2 separate regions of the Zea mays genome follow, and region 1 is linked to region 2. The links are chromatin contacts, called in public Hi-C maps. All regions are on one chromosome and are shown on one strand. Each heading gives the region's core, a stretch centred on a gene start, on an enhancer-like site or on the middle of the called end of the contact. The rest is flanking DNA. Distances are from core to core; before and after follow the strand shown.

Region 1 (6,458 bases), core at 109-2,608, 350 kb after region 2:
GAAACTACCGGGCCGATCGATCCATCCGGCGTCGCTGCACTGCACCTCCAAGGCCACCCCGGCTAGGCGGCGGCCACGGTCTCCCCGCCGCTGCCGGACTGGTCGGAGCCGCTGGCGCCGGACACGGACGGGGCCTCCTTGATGGAGGTCAGTGAGCAGCAGGTCTTCTCCATGCGCTCGTCGTACTCGATCCGCTTCTCCCGGCACTCCTGGCTGCAGAACGCCACCTCGCCCCTGCACGACGCGGACAACAGGATCCAACTATCATGTCATTTGCACCATCTTTTTAACAAATCTTAACCTTCTACTCCATGATCCAAGGGGGGATTTTTTTAAAAAAAACCCTGCGGTAGATTTGGGATTGTGACAGCTGATTAAAGAACTGATGGGTTGGATTGGATGGTTCCAGGTGGCGATGCTTACATATCACAATCAACCAACAACTCATATGATTGGTCACCTAGTATAGTATGTCTACTTGGAGTAGAGTGATGTACTCGCTAGTGTAAAATATGCGCACCTACATGATGCATCGAACTAGTAGTTATTCGCGACAGAAGAATTGACAGGGCGGCGGAAGGAAGATTCGTATCAAATATTCCTCCCAGTAAAATAAATAAAACAGGGGGGGAATTAGATTCACACAATCCCCCGGTACGAAGTCACGAACTAGCTAGAACGAACGTGTCGAGTGGTGATGGAATGGATCGGATGGCAATTAATTAATTAATTCGCAAAAGGAATCGAAGGACTTGGACACGGAGCACAGTAATCCGATAGACCGGAAGAGATCGCAATAATCCCCCCCAACTCTAGAGTGGAAAAGTTGCAGTCCCACGTAAAAGCAGCGTGAAAAGACGGACGGACGGATTGGAGCAACCTGTAGATGAAGGTGTCGTGGCCGGGCCCGAGGCGGCGGCTGCATCGGCCGCACGCCTTCAAGAAGGCCGCCGTCTCCACCGCGGCGAATGAGCCGCCGTAGTAGTAACAGTAACCCACCGGCATGGCGCCAGCGGCTCCCGTCCCAGTGCCGGCAGCCGGCAGCGAGGCGGCGCGCCGCTCCTGGCGCCCCTGCTTCGCCGCCGACGGCACCGTCACCATGCTGGGCGTCCGCGGCAGCGCCCTGCTCCTCGGCCGCTTCCCCAGCGCCGTACCGGACTCGATTCGCTCGGCGGGCTCCATACCCCCCTCTTCTCCTGTACGCGGCCCTCCGCGCGCTGTGGTTCGAGATGGGCGAGATTTGGAGAGGTGGTGGCGGAGGGGCGAGGGAGACTGGTGGGTGCGGCCGTGCGGGGGAGGAGGGGTTTTGCGGAGGAGCGGCGCATAAAAAGGAGGCGGAGCGGAGCTGCGGAGCAGAGCAACGCATGGGATCTGGGATCTGGTCTGGACCGACCGATTTGTTGCCCCAGAAAGAATCTCTTGGATGCTTCCATCTGGCGCGCGAAATGGTCCGCCGTCTGTGACTTTTAACCCGCGGTTTACGGCTTCCGGCTGTAAATTCTGCTGTTTACACCTGTGCTGTGCTGTGTCGGGCGCCAGTTGTGGGCAATGTGCATCTGACAGTGGCAGCAGCTGCGCAAATACTTTTGTATCACTGCGCTGCGTATGTTGCAAGGCCTGCTTTTTTTATCATAAATAAACATATTGGACACGGGATAGGACAACAGGGGACTATCGATTGCTATGATACAGTTTGGGACCATCCAATCGAAGTAGGAAAGAATTCAGGTGCCGTTTGGTTCACATATTTGTAACGTAATGGGTAACGGATAACGTTAAATCATGTTTGTTTTAGTCCAACCGTAATCAGATACCACACTAAAATTTGATACCAGCCTATTCAAATTTGTTACCGCCAGTAATCGAGCCGAAACCATTACCATTACCATTTGCGTTACATTTTTTGAACCAAACAGCACCTCAGATAGGATTTTTATATAGGGTGTGCCACAACAAAATTAAAATGACGATCTCTATCTTCAATTTTCCTATTTGGGAATTTATGTGCAAATGGTTGAAATGGATCTCTAATAATAATAATATATGCTCTTCGAATTGCATCATGATCATTAGCATGGTAGTTTGCAATATGTTGCCTTCACTTGGATCATGTGGAAGACGGCTGGCATCATAAAGTGTTGGCGGTGGTGGTGCAGATACCATTGGATTCACAATAATTTCTTCATTTATTCTCTCTTCCTCTTGTTTTTTAGTGTCGACACAATAAACTTATGTTTCTTAGCAGCATGATTGAAAAAAAGGCAATATCTTCCTGCTTCTTCATATTTTAGTCACTAGTGAATCAGCCGAGAGGCGCGATGTACTTGCGCACACCTGTACGCGGGGAAGGGCACCTCCGCGCGAGCGTTAGTGAGCGCAGGCAGTAGGCGTTGCATGCAAGCCTTGCAGGATGCCGTTGCAAGATGTAGTTGCTTGAAGTCTTGAAGACCGAGCAAGATGCGTTGCAGACTTGCAACCTTTGCAGGACCGGAGGGGTGAAGGCTTTGGAGCCGACTGAGCAGGATGCTGGTGGCCATACGCCAGCCGCCAGGAACTGAGGAACAACCGCGCACAGTGCACTCGCCAGGAACTGGGAACAGGAAGCCCATTAGCCGAACGCTCGGGAGGGAACGTCGGGCGTCAGCTGAACAGGCGAACCAGGTGGCCGGGTGGGGTCCCTGGTGGGCCTGGCTTAGGGTGTGCCAGGGCCCACCCGGACCCCCCTGTAGGTCCGCCCCTGCAACAAATAAAGGCAGCATGCATGAACTCTCAGAGACCCTTGGCTGCAGTGCCAACCCACCCGGCACGCTGCGACGCACCAAGGGCAATGGAAGGAAAAGCCGGGTATTTCACCTCAGCATGCACCCTTCCGGTCTGCCATGGGTCTGCACACCTGATGCTGTCACCGTGCACCCAATGCAACTCCAGAGCTTTCTGTACGGGAGGAGATCATAGTTCGTTCAGATATCTTTTCCTACTTTCCCACGACGTTCAAAACGAGGACAGAGAGAGAGAGAGCGATTCAAGTGCTAGTGTGTGTCAGTGTGTGACCGTGAGAGAGACAGAGAGATATTGACCTTCAGAGCTGATCTCATGTCCCACTCACTAGACCAGTGCAACAATTTAGGCAGATTTCACCCCAGTACTCTTTTAAACTGTACTGTTTGTAAACTAAAGTTTGGATATAAGTATAAATAATCTAATGAAGATAGTCTTATCGATGGCAAGTCTGTTTTTTTGATGCGCGTGCAGCGCAATTGACCTAAGCATGCTTCCCTGATAATTCAAGCACATAGGAACCTCATTAGAATTACAGTGACGATGCTATGGCACCATATCCCAGCCTTACTCGTAGGCGTCACATGGCGGAGCAGGCAGGGGCGGATATGGTCCTAGGGCCACCTCAGCCGTGGCATGGGGCGCAGCACAAAAATCCTCTTATATATATGTCTTTTTTCAACCAAAAAATCTAGCTCAAAATACATTTCAGCCTAAAAATGTGGCCCAAAAGACGTCCTGCTTGCACGGATTGAGCCTAACGCTGGCGGTCTCTCTCAGTCGCTTAAGTCATGAGAACATAGACTCTTTCAATTATTTCGCAAACCTGCGCGGCTGCGTTTCCTATGTTGCCAGCGGCGCAGCCGCCTCCATTTAGTCTTCTATCGCTCTCCACACCTTCAGGCTCTACAAATTCGGCAAGGGCACAAGGCAGCAACCTCCGAGGTGGCCGGGCGGGTTCTGACTCAGGCATCCGCCACCGCCAGTCCAGCCTCCACCTCCACCTCCACCAGTTCGCCTCTAGCGTCCCTGTAGCAATGACGCGTGCGGCCTGCACTGGCGCTGCACCACTGCCCAAATCTACCCCTGCCATTACATCTGAGCGGCAAGCGCTGTGTGCTGAGTTATTGTTCCCAAACGTCTGATTCCTTTTCCCTATCTGCCACAGTTCCATTGGATTGTTTTAAATCTTACTATCTCTAAAGTGCAAAAAATTAAAAGACGAGTAGTACATCGTTATATTTGTAGAGTGGCCCGGGGCGTTATTGTTGAGAAACCCTAATGAAGGGTTATGTGGGCAAATACCGAATATGCCCCTAAGGGCGATCAAGTCTCTATATATAGAACATGTACCCCCTCATATGGAATAGAGAAGAAAAAGAGGCCAGAGGCCCAACCATATATTATGTGTCTCGTGTGTTCCTCTGTCGTCCTTCTGGGAAGGGAGATGAGTCCTCTACAACTTCTCGTGCCTCTACTGCTGACGGGAGGGAAGGGAGCGGATCTGGTGATCCGCGGTAATGTAGTTCTCAACACGTTATCAACACGCTTTACCTCAATGTTGCTGCGAAATCAGATCTGCATCGACTCTCCGTCAAGACGGCAGGTCTCTCGGCCTAGCCGAACTGTCATACGCGACAGACTTCGATTTTTCCTCTACGTAATCGAACAGTATGTTTATCTGCTAATGTGCATGAACTATGATCCGTGCCCGACGAATTTGCTATCGCTGTCGTGGTGTTGCGTCCGCTCCCGCGACAGCTAGCCCACGTTGGAAGGCGCGCCCGCACCTGGACCACGCTACAGCCGTGCCATGCGCCAGCAGCCGTGCCAGCGTTGGGGCCACGTCGCCGTCGGAGGAGTGCAGAGGGTTGCATGCGCTCATGCGTTGAGCAGCACTAAAAACGGATCCACTAGCAAAGGCTGAGAAACACATGGAGCGTTGAAAGAGTCAGGAGATACCACTAGCAAAGGCTGAGAAACGCATGGAGCGTTGAAAGAGTTAGGAGATACGGTCGCTCCTTGTCCTTGGTCCTTGGAGAGAGAACGGTTATATCTGCCATGACGCCCAACCGCCTTCACATGCGCCAGTCACGTTGACCGAGCCGAGGGGAACCACGGTTCCATGGCCACGTCACAGTGCCGGCCACATTGCTTACGGTATCAGCCTTGCAGCACTTGAATTTTATTAAAAAAGTTCATGAAATGTGTGGTCGTGCGTGAAGGACGGAATAAAGAAAGATGTGCAGTGAAATCTAATACTGCACGCATGCATGTGCACTTTTTGTCGCAAATAACAAATAAAATAAAGCATACATTATGTTACAATTTGTACTTTATTTAATTATTTTCTGTTATAAAAAAATTAGTAAAAATTGTATGCTTAAGTATAGAAAATTGCCTCCTTACATTTGATGTGCTATGTTGATGCATTAATTATGGTATTTATTTTCTATTTTTATTTCCCGCAGTAGATAATAGCAGAAATTATTAAAAATGCTTGTGAGAGCTATGTTGCACATCTTGTATCGCTCTAAATATTTATATTATGTTGAGCTTTTGGACTCATGTCGAGCGATTAAATTGTATAGTGGGTACTCGGACGCACCGATGAGGTTGCGTTATTAATCGGCCGGATTTTGGCGTTGGCTAAGCATTGACTGCGCTCTAGCAACAACACGCAGTATTTGTGTCGTACGAACTTGGTTGCGTCATGTGATTGCTATGTCGCACTCTCGTTTAATCGGACCGCTCCCGTTGAGTCAGACCGCCATCGCCGAGTCGCGTATTTTTCGCATGCCCAGTAGGCACTGTCCGTCTGCAGTGGTCATCGAGTCACAATTGCGCCTGTTGCACACGTTGCATGGACTTATCGTGTACCCCGATTACCGAGCCCTAATTGTGCATGTTGCGCTTATTACGAAGGCTTGCCATACTGTCGTAGCCCTGATGGCCGCACACGCGTTGACGCATGTCGGCGTTTCGAGACCGGGGGGTCCCTGGGCCGACGAGTGAAATGTCGCCGCGTGCCCCAGCCCAGATGGGTCGACGCGAGACGGAGCGCGAAGGGGGGAAAAGGCAGCCGGAGCGAGAGAGAGAGAGAGAGAGGTAGAAATCCCGCGGCCTTCATGTTTGTCCCGCGCCCAGGTCGGGTGCGCTTGCAGTAGGGGGTTACAAGCGTCCACGCGGGAGAGGGAGCGAGCGGCCTCACGCGAGCGCCTGTCCCGTCCTCTTCCCCGCGCGGCCAACCCTCTGTATGAGGGCCCTGGTCCTTCCTTTTATATGCGCAAGGAGAGGATCCAGGTGTACAATGGGGGTGTAGCAGAGTGCTAACGTGTCTAGCGGAGGAGAGCTAGCGCCCTAAGTACATGCCATCGTGGCAGCCGGAGAGGTTTTGGCACCCCGTTCGTGTGGTGTCGTGGCCGTCGGAGGAGCGCTGGAGCCTGGCGGAAGGACAGCTGTCGGGGCTGTTGAGTCCTTGCTGACGTCCTCTTGCTTCCGTAAGGGGGCTGAGAGCCGCCGTCGTCATAGAGCGTGCGGGGTGCCATCATTACTTTTCTGGTGGAGCGAGCCAGATGGGACGCCGGTCTTGTTCCCCGTAGCCTGAGTCAGCTTGGGGTAGGGTAATGATGGCGCCCCCTGTTGACGTGGTCGGTCCGCCCCCTAGGTTGGGCGATGTG
Region 2 (7,033 bases), core at 2,853-5,352:
AAATTCTTCGCAACCTACACTTATACCCTACTCTGACTAAACGGGTCAAGGGCACGACAAGCTAAGAGATCTATACGACGAGGAGAAGATATCCGTTCTCCACGGACCGACGCTCCACTTACTCTATATCTAGCAATAGATTACGAGGCCCACTTGTTGGCGCTCAGTCACCATGTGATGCCTCCCTTAGGCTATAAAAGGGAAGGCACACACATGGTAGTAGACAACCTCACAATAACACAAAGAGACTCCTAGGCAATAAAACACACGGAGATTCCCAGATAATACAACTCATAGTAGATGTAGGGTATTACGCTCCGACGGCCCGAACCATTCTAACCCTTGTGCTCTCGTGTTCTTCCAGCTATTCATGCAATCCCTAGGTCCCATCCTCATCTTAAGATCAGGGCGGGTGCACTCTGCCACCCGGTCGGAGGATTTTCCCTCCAAAACAATTAAACGAACTAAATCTAATAGTTTCAGCAAACACTTCGATATTGTAGCAACACACCACAAAACGTTTGGAGAAAAAAGAAAAACAAATATACTGTATCGAGTGTCAAGGAAAGACACTCGGCAAAATAAAGGTTTACCGAGTGTTTGGTGAGTGTCAACGCCTGACACTCGACAAAGTTAACGGTCGTCAACTATAGACGGTTGCTGACGGTTCTTTGCCGAGTGCCGTGTTTCGCCGAGAGCTTGACATTCGGCAAAGACTCCTTTGCCGAGTGTCTTTCTATGCCGAGTGTTTTACCCTCGGTAAACTAGGTCTGTGTCGAGAGTCTTAGTTCGCCGAGAGTGGCACTCGATAAAGCGCCGAGCACTCGCCAAAGAACCTGATTGCGGTAGTGTTATAATATTCTTTGTTTTTAAGGGTCCTAGGATGAGACTGATTACGGGGTGTTTGGTTTATAGTGACTGGTTTTTAGTTTATTCATTTTATTCTATTTTATTCTCTAAATTTTCAAATACAAAAACTAAAATAGAGTTTTAGTTTCCATATTTATCAATTTAAGAACTAAAATAGAATAAAATGTAAAGGCTAAAAATTAGTCCCTATAAACTAAACACTCCTATATACGACATCCAAGGTATAAATTTGTATATGCCTAAACGCACGATTATGGGTGCCTTTGATATGGCTCTTTAGACGGCTCTAACTCAAGCTTATCGTAAAGTTGTATCAAACGATTATGAAAAACGACGGCTCGCCGATAAACCCTAAAAAAAATAGAGTCTTTTTTTGTTGAGAGCTAGAGCACTAAAAACCTGGTTTTTATCGGCTCCACCTATATTTTTCCCATACATAATTAGAAAGAAACGCGGAGAGAATCTATTTTATCAAACAAGTAGCAAAATGGCTCCGATCCCTTAAAAAATCTAGAGTCCGAACTGTTTTTGAGGAACTAGAGCTCGGCCCAACGGAGGCCTACATGTCAAGGACCCTGCTTCTGACTCACATGTTAGGAACCGTCTGTTCTGATTCTTCTTGCTGTCAAGTGTTGTCTAATAACTATATTGTACTAATCTACTAGTACAGAGGAAACAGCTTAAAAAGGAAGAAGGGTCAACTAACATATAATTCTCTGACACCTAAGTTGGCCACTCAGCAGCTTTCATTGGGCAATATCTGTTCTAGCTTTTACGCTGTTAATTACTAATCTGTCTGGTACTCCTCACCAAAAGATGTACTAATCATGTAACTAAAATAATAAATAATGTGCGTACTTGCAGCAACACACAGCATACTGACATTGGTAATCCTGTTCATGGGTCGGAAAGATGGGGATAGGATAGGTAGGTCAGGCCCGTCCAAAAGGATGCTTAGAGGTATCATTAAACTGAACCCTTGCTCAACTCGCAGACACTGCTGCGTTGCGTGCCATGCGTATCTGAGATGGAAAGACCCAAAGAAATTTTATCTGCTCACGGACTCGGCACCGAGAACCTGAGATCTCCAGACCCCCGTCGCAATCGGCTCGAGCTCGCAAACGCGCGGTGGGAAAAAAGGAGGTGGGAAAAAAAGCGAAGGGATGGCAAAACCATCGCCGTGTAAAAGAACGCGGCCGCTTTCCACGTCGCCCGCCCAAGTACCCATCGTTTTCTGCTGCTGCACCCACCTCCTCCAGCCTTCCCTTTTTTTTTGTTTCGCCTTTTCCCTTCTTTAGTTTGCACCAGCAACAGATTAAAAGCGCCTTTTCTTGCCAAAAAATAAAAACGGACCATGGTTCTGCTGGCTCCGTTTCCTTAACAGCCAAGACAAATGCATTTTGTATTCCTAGATCTAGTGAGCAGGATCTTAATTGGACTTTAGGTACCAAATTGAAACCGATATGTTTGTTCATCGAACTCCAGGCATCAGCTAGTTTGATATTTGAAAACTTTACTTGTAGCTTGATTTTATTAGTTTGTATTGGAAGATCGTGTTGACACAGACCGCTGAACGACTGCCGATATATAGAGAGGGGATAAATGTGTCTCGCAAATAAAAATATATAGCACGCACATACGCATTCAGTATTTGTGAAGGACATGAGTCCTCGGCTCCATATATGACCAAATTAGGGATGACAATGGTGAATTCTCTGTCGGATTGTAGCTCCTTGTCTCCGCAACGAAAAGATTATTCTGTAGGGATCCCACGAATGTTTGCGGGGATATTTTTCTCCATCCCCATCGGGATCCTCGTCCCCGCTTAAATTATAATTAAATCTACTCTATTTATTATTAATATAAAACATCGTCACTTATACATATTGTTAGATGTAAAAATCATTATATGTACATTAAAATAAACACATTTGAACAACGGATGATCTCTTGACAAGATCATTATTTATTTTTACCATTAACTATTACATGAAAACATTGTCATATGTAAGTTTAACGGGTCCCCGCGGGAACGGAGACAGAGAATGCTTCCTCGTCCCCATCCCTGTTTACCTATCGAGAGAGAATTTTTTCCCGTTTAAATCCCCATAGGGGAAGAAACTTTGTCATCCCCATCCCCTAATAGAGGAATTCCCCGCAGGGAATCGGAGATCGGGTCCTTATTACCATCTCTAGACAAAACACTCTCAAGTTTTATGAGTAGTTTATTTCCTCCATAGTCCTCTGCCTATTTACCAGCCAATGTAGCAGTTGTTTCGCCTTGTTTACTACGTGACGTTTCCCATCTGTTTATAAGGCCAGTTACATAAAATTTATTAAGCTTATTAGAGGGTGCTTAAAACATTCCGTGGCGGTGCGGTGAGAGGGCTCGATGGGTCCACTGTGTAGGGCACCAGAAGAAAATTGAGAATGAGAAGAAAACATGGAAGACCGAATTTATAAGGGGCATTTAGTATTGGTTCATACAAAGAATCGGTGCTAAAGGTCTATTGGCGGGAACCTGAAAAAAAAAGACCTCTAGAGATTTATTTGGGTATAAATATAATCAACCACACAATTTAAAAAAATATAAACAAAAACAAGTAACAAGTGGATCTCCCTGCTCTTGTAGTACCAACTGAAGGAGGTAGAGACTTTATAAAGCATGTACAGTAATATTGGCTGAGCCTACAACTGATTCTAATATATGTTAGATCAACCGGCACCGAGCCGAGTACATTAGGTTAATCACAATAGAGATTTTATGAGGTGTTTCACGTATTAATTAGCCTGCCACATCAGCTATTTGATGACATGTCATAACATTTAATAAGGAAGAGTTTCATGGAGTTTCATGGGGATGAAACCATGTTAACTCGTTTCCAAGGTCTTGAAAACTGTGTGAAACCTCCACTGAGAGTGTTTTGTTTCATCTTCATATAATTGAGTAAATCCTATTGATTATTTATATGCAGCATTTAAGAAGTATGTTGACATATGAAACAGTGAGATGAAACTCTCTATTGAGAGAGGATGTTTCATTCATCCATAAAACTGACATGACATTTTTGAAAATAGAGAAATGAAATTCTCACTGTGATTAGCCTTAATAGCAGTTGGAGACACCAAACGATATTGATGTCCTCTTCGAGAATGCGACGGTTAAAGCACACTTGGATGAGTACAAACCGCGATCAGGCCGCGGGTACCGCGCGATAAAAAGACGAGCCATGCGTTCTGGTTCGAGAAAAACGACACGGGATCCCAGTAATCGACGCCAGGCAAAAGCGAGAGGCACCTCCGCTCCGCTCGGCTTGCCGTGGGTTCCGTCGGCCCGGCCCCTCGCCACTGCTGTAGAGTACGCCCTTTCCTCTCCGGTCGAGTCAGCCGCGCTCCTTTACGCCTCGCCGCTGCCCCCGCCACCGCAACGCCTGGTGCCCGGGGGCCGGGCCGGGTCGCGTGGTGGATCGACGCTGTACCAGTACCACCCTGCCTGCCGGCCGGCCGGCCTTTGGTGCGTCGCGTGGCATGTGCTGCTTGCGCGCACGTCGCGTTTCGCCGTCGAGTCTTGTGAAGGGACGCCGGACGCGCGCTGATGGGACGGGACGGGACCGGACTCGGACCGGGACAAGACGCGTCAGAGTACTCTCGCCTGCTGAATGCCTGCTCAGTGCTCACTGCTCAGCCGGTGCGCCCGCGCCGCTGTCGGCGTGCACGCCTGACGGGCGGGGGGCGGCTAGCTCCGGGCTCCCACCTCGGTTGGCGCGCGGCCAATCCCCACCGGCCGCAAGTACGCCCATCGCCGGGCCCCACGGCGTGGCGCGGCGCTACTGCCTAGTAGCCTAGCTACCTTGCCCGAGAACCCGAAGTAGAAAATGGCCAAGGCTTCCCCAGCCAACCAGGCCGTGCATGCATTGCATGGGCATATATGCGTCCGACCCGTATGCTGTCGAGTCGGCTAGCTTGCGTTGCGTGGAGTGTAGCTATAGTTGATCAGATGCATGGTGCAGTGAAGAGCGCGCAGCACACGGTTTACCCGTCGAGCTAGCGAGTACACAGCCGGAGTAGCCAATAATTATCAGCTGGACTTCTTTTTGTAGATCCTGCCGCTGCTGCTATATATATATATATATATATATTTATTTATTATAAATGTAAAAAAAGGAGAATAACTTTGTTCTACGTCTGGTGCTACTTATTATTATTATACTATATTTTGTAGAATCCCGGCAGGCCAGGCATCGCACACCGTGATGGACGGACAGCGCCTTTTTCGGTCTTCACGTGGTGTGGCCCAAGAGCAAGAGGTTCCCGTGCATCTTTCCGTCGAGTCATTTTATACAAAAGACGGGCCTGCCATTGGCCACCAGCGTTTTGCCACCAATGATCTGTGATCTCCGCTGTGGGATGGCAACGGGCACATTTTACCCGCGTGCCCGCGGGTAAAAACCCTATAGGGTGCGGGTTTGGGTGTGAGTTTGTACCCGCGGGTACGGGTGCGGGTTTGATTCTCAATCCGACGAGTTTTTTTCTCGCGGGTATGAAAATGTTATACCCGTGCCCGCAAACCCGCGTACCCGCAATGGATATATATATATATATATATATATGTATGTATGTATATATATATATGTGTGTATATATGTAATTTTATATGTGTGTATATTATATATATACATATTTGTATATGTATAGTTATATGTGTGTATAAATATATGTATATATAGATGATATATGTATAAATATATGTGTATAATTATGTGCCCGCGGGTTTGTGGCACCCGCGGGTCGCGGGTATGGGTAGCATATTGTACCCGTCGCGGGTAACGGGTACGGGTGCGGGTTTAATATTAAACCCGCGGAGGCGGGTTTGAAAACCATCTACCCGCGGGTTTCAAACCCGTTGCCATCCCTAGTTGTGCCTGTTCGCACCCTCACCCACATGGATGGGTCGTCGTCGATGGTTCTTCTGGACGCTAGAACGGACCGGGCGGCTGTGTCTTCGAGCTGAAGTGTGTGTGTGAGAGAGAAGAATATGCACACTGCTAGTACCACTAGTCCGTATACGCATGCATACTCCTAGCTTGCTCTTGGAGTCTACTCCCTCTCCTCTGTCTCTCTCTCTGCCTTTTGTGGTGAAGCTGGGGGGGCCTCAAGCGGTGGAATCTGAACGCTTGCTTCCCCCATCGCCACACGGTCGGGGTCGGGGAATCTAGGCTTTGACCTAGATTCTGGTGGAATCTGAAAACCCATCGGCGGCAAGGCAAGGCAAGGCAATGCAAGACAGGCGAGAGCCAGCGCAAAGCGCCCGCCCCGTGTGTCAGCCGGTCACATGCATCAAGCAGGGGGCTGGGCACTGCTAGTCTGCTAGTGCAGTAGTACTACTGTACTAGTACTAGTACTGGTGCCCCCCGAACTTTGTCATGTCTGTCGTTTCTTGGAGAAGCCTGACCCCGTCCCCGGCCTGTCCAGTCTAGCAGCGCAGCGCTGGCCTGGCCTGCAGCTAGCTGAGCACAGTGCGAGCCACTATGCGCGCGCGTGCATGTTGGTTGCCGGCGGTCCGTGTATCATCCTGCTGCCTGCAGGCTTGGTTGTTGGTTCCAAATGTAGGTACAGCATCCATGATATTATTGGTAGTTTGGGCATGTTTTGATTCCAGTTCCAGGGGGGCTATATCGTAGCCGTGATCTATTGCTGTCTTGTAGCTAGCTCACCATGAATGCTGCTGCACCGCGATGCTCTGGGATTCTTCTGCCTAGTGTTTAGCTGTGGCGCGAGTTGTTTACCTGCCTGGGAACTCTTTTTTTGCTTCTCCCCTCTCGGTCGACCTCCATCCAGCCCTCCTGTCCTGGCGGCAGCCGGAGCAGGGAAGGCCTTCCGCTCTCCTCTGCACTCCAAAAGCAGCACCACGTCAGGTCAAGGCCCTCGTGGTCCTCGTGTCCTGCTCAAGGCCCAACGACCCAGCGCGTCAGGTGCTTTGCGTGCCTGTCGGCCCACGAGTTCTGGTTCAGGCCCAGGAGTAACACGACTGGACCACGAGTCGATGACCAATGTGTGTGGGCTGGGCTGCGGCTTCCGAGATCAGGACGCGGGCCAGTCTGCGGCGCTCCCAGCCCTCCGACGCGAATTTCTCCGCGCTTCTCTTGTCCTGCCTTCGACTTCA

Evidence for each region. A called contact is a pair of places that touch in the nucleus more often than the background predicts.
Region 1: a Hi-C map of bundle sheath shows a contact between it and region 2, with 3 times the contacts expected there. The contact joins the promoter of LOC100274617 here to the promoter of LOC100381726 in region 2. A contact is called at or near these places in 2 of 25 Hi-C or Micro-C datasets (bundle sheath and endosperm).

Annotation. Positions count from the first base shown.
Region 1 is chr4:186,181,227-186,187,684 of Zm-B73-REFERENCE-NAM-5.0, forward strand. LOC100274617 reads right to left here and starts at 1,359. Exons shown (of 2, transcript NM_001148961.2): 1 at 881-1,359; 2 at 1-234. The coding sequence starts at 1,182. The coding sequence ends at 63.
Region 2 is chr4:185,833,255-185,840,287 of Zm-B73-REFERENCE-NAM-5.0, forward strand. It overlaps LOC100381726, which reads left to right and starts at 4,103. Exons shown (of 1, transcript NM_001174533.1): 1 at 4,103-5,532. The coding sequence starts at 4,399. The coding sequence ends at 4,716.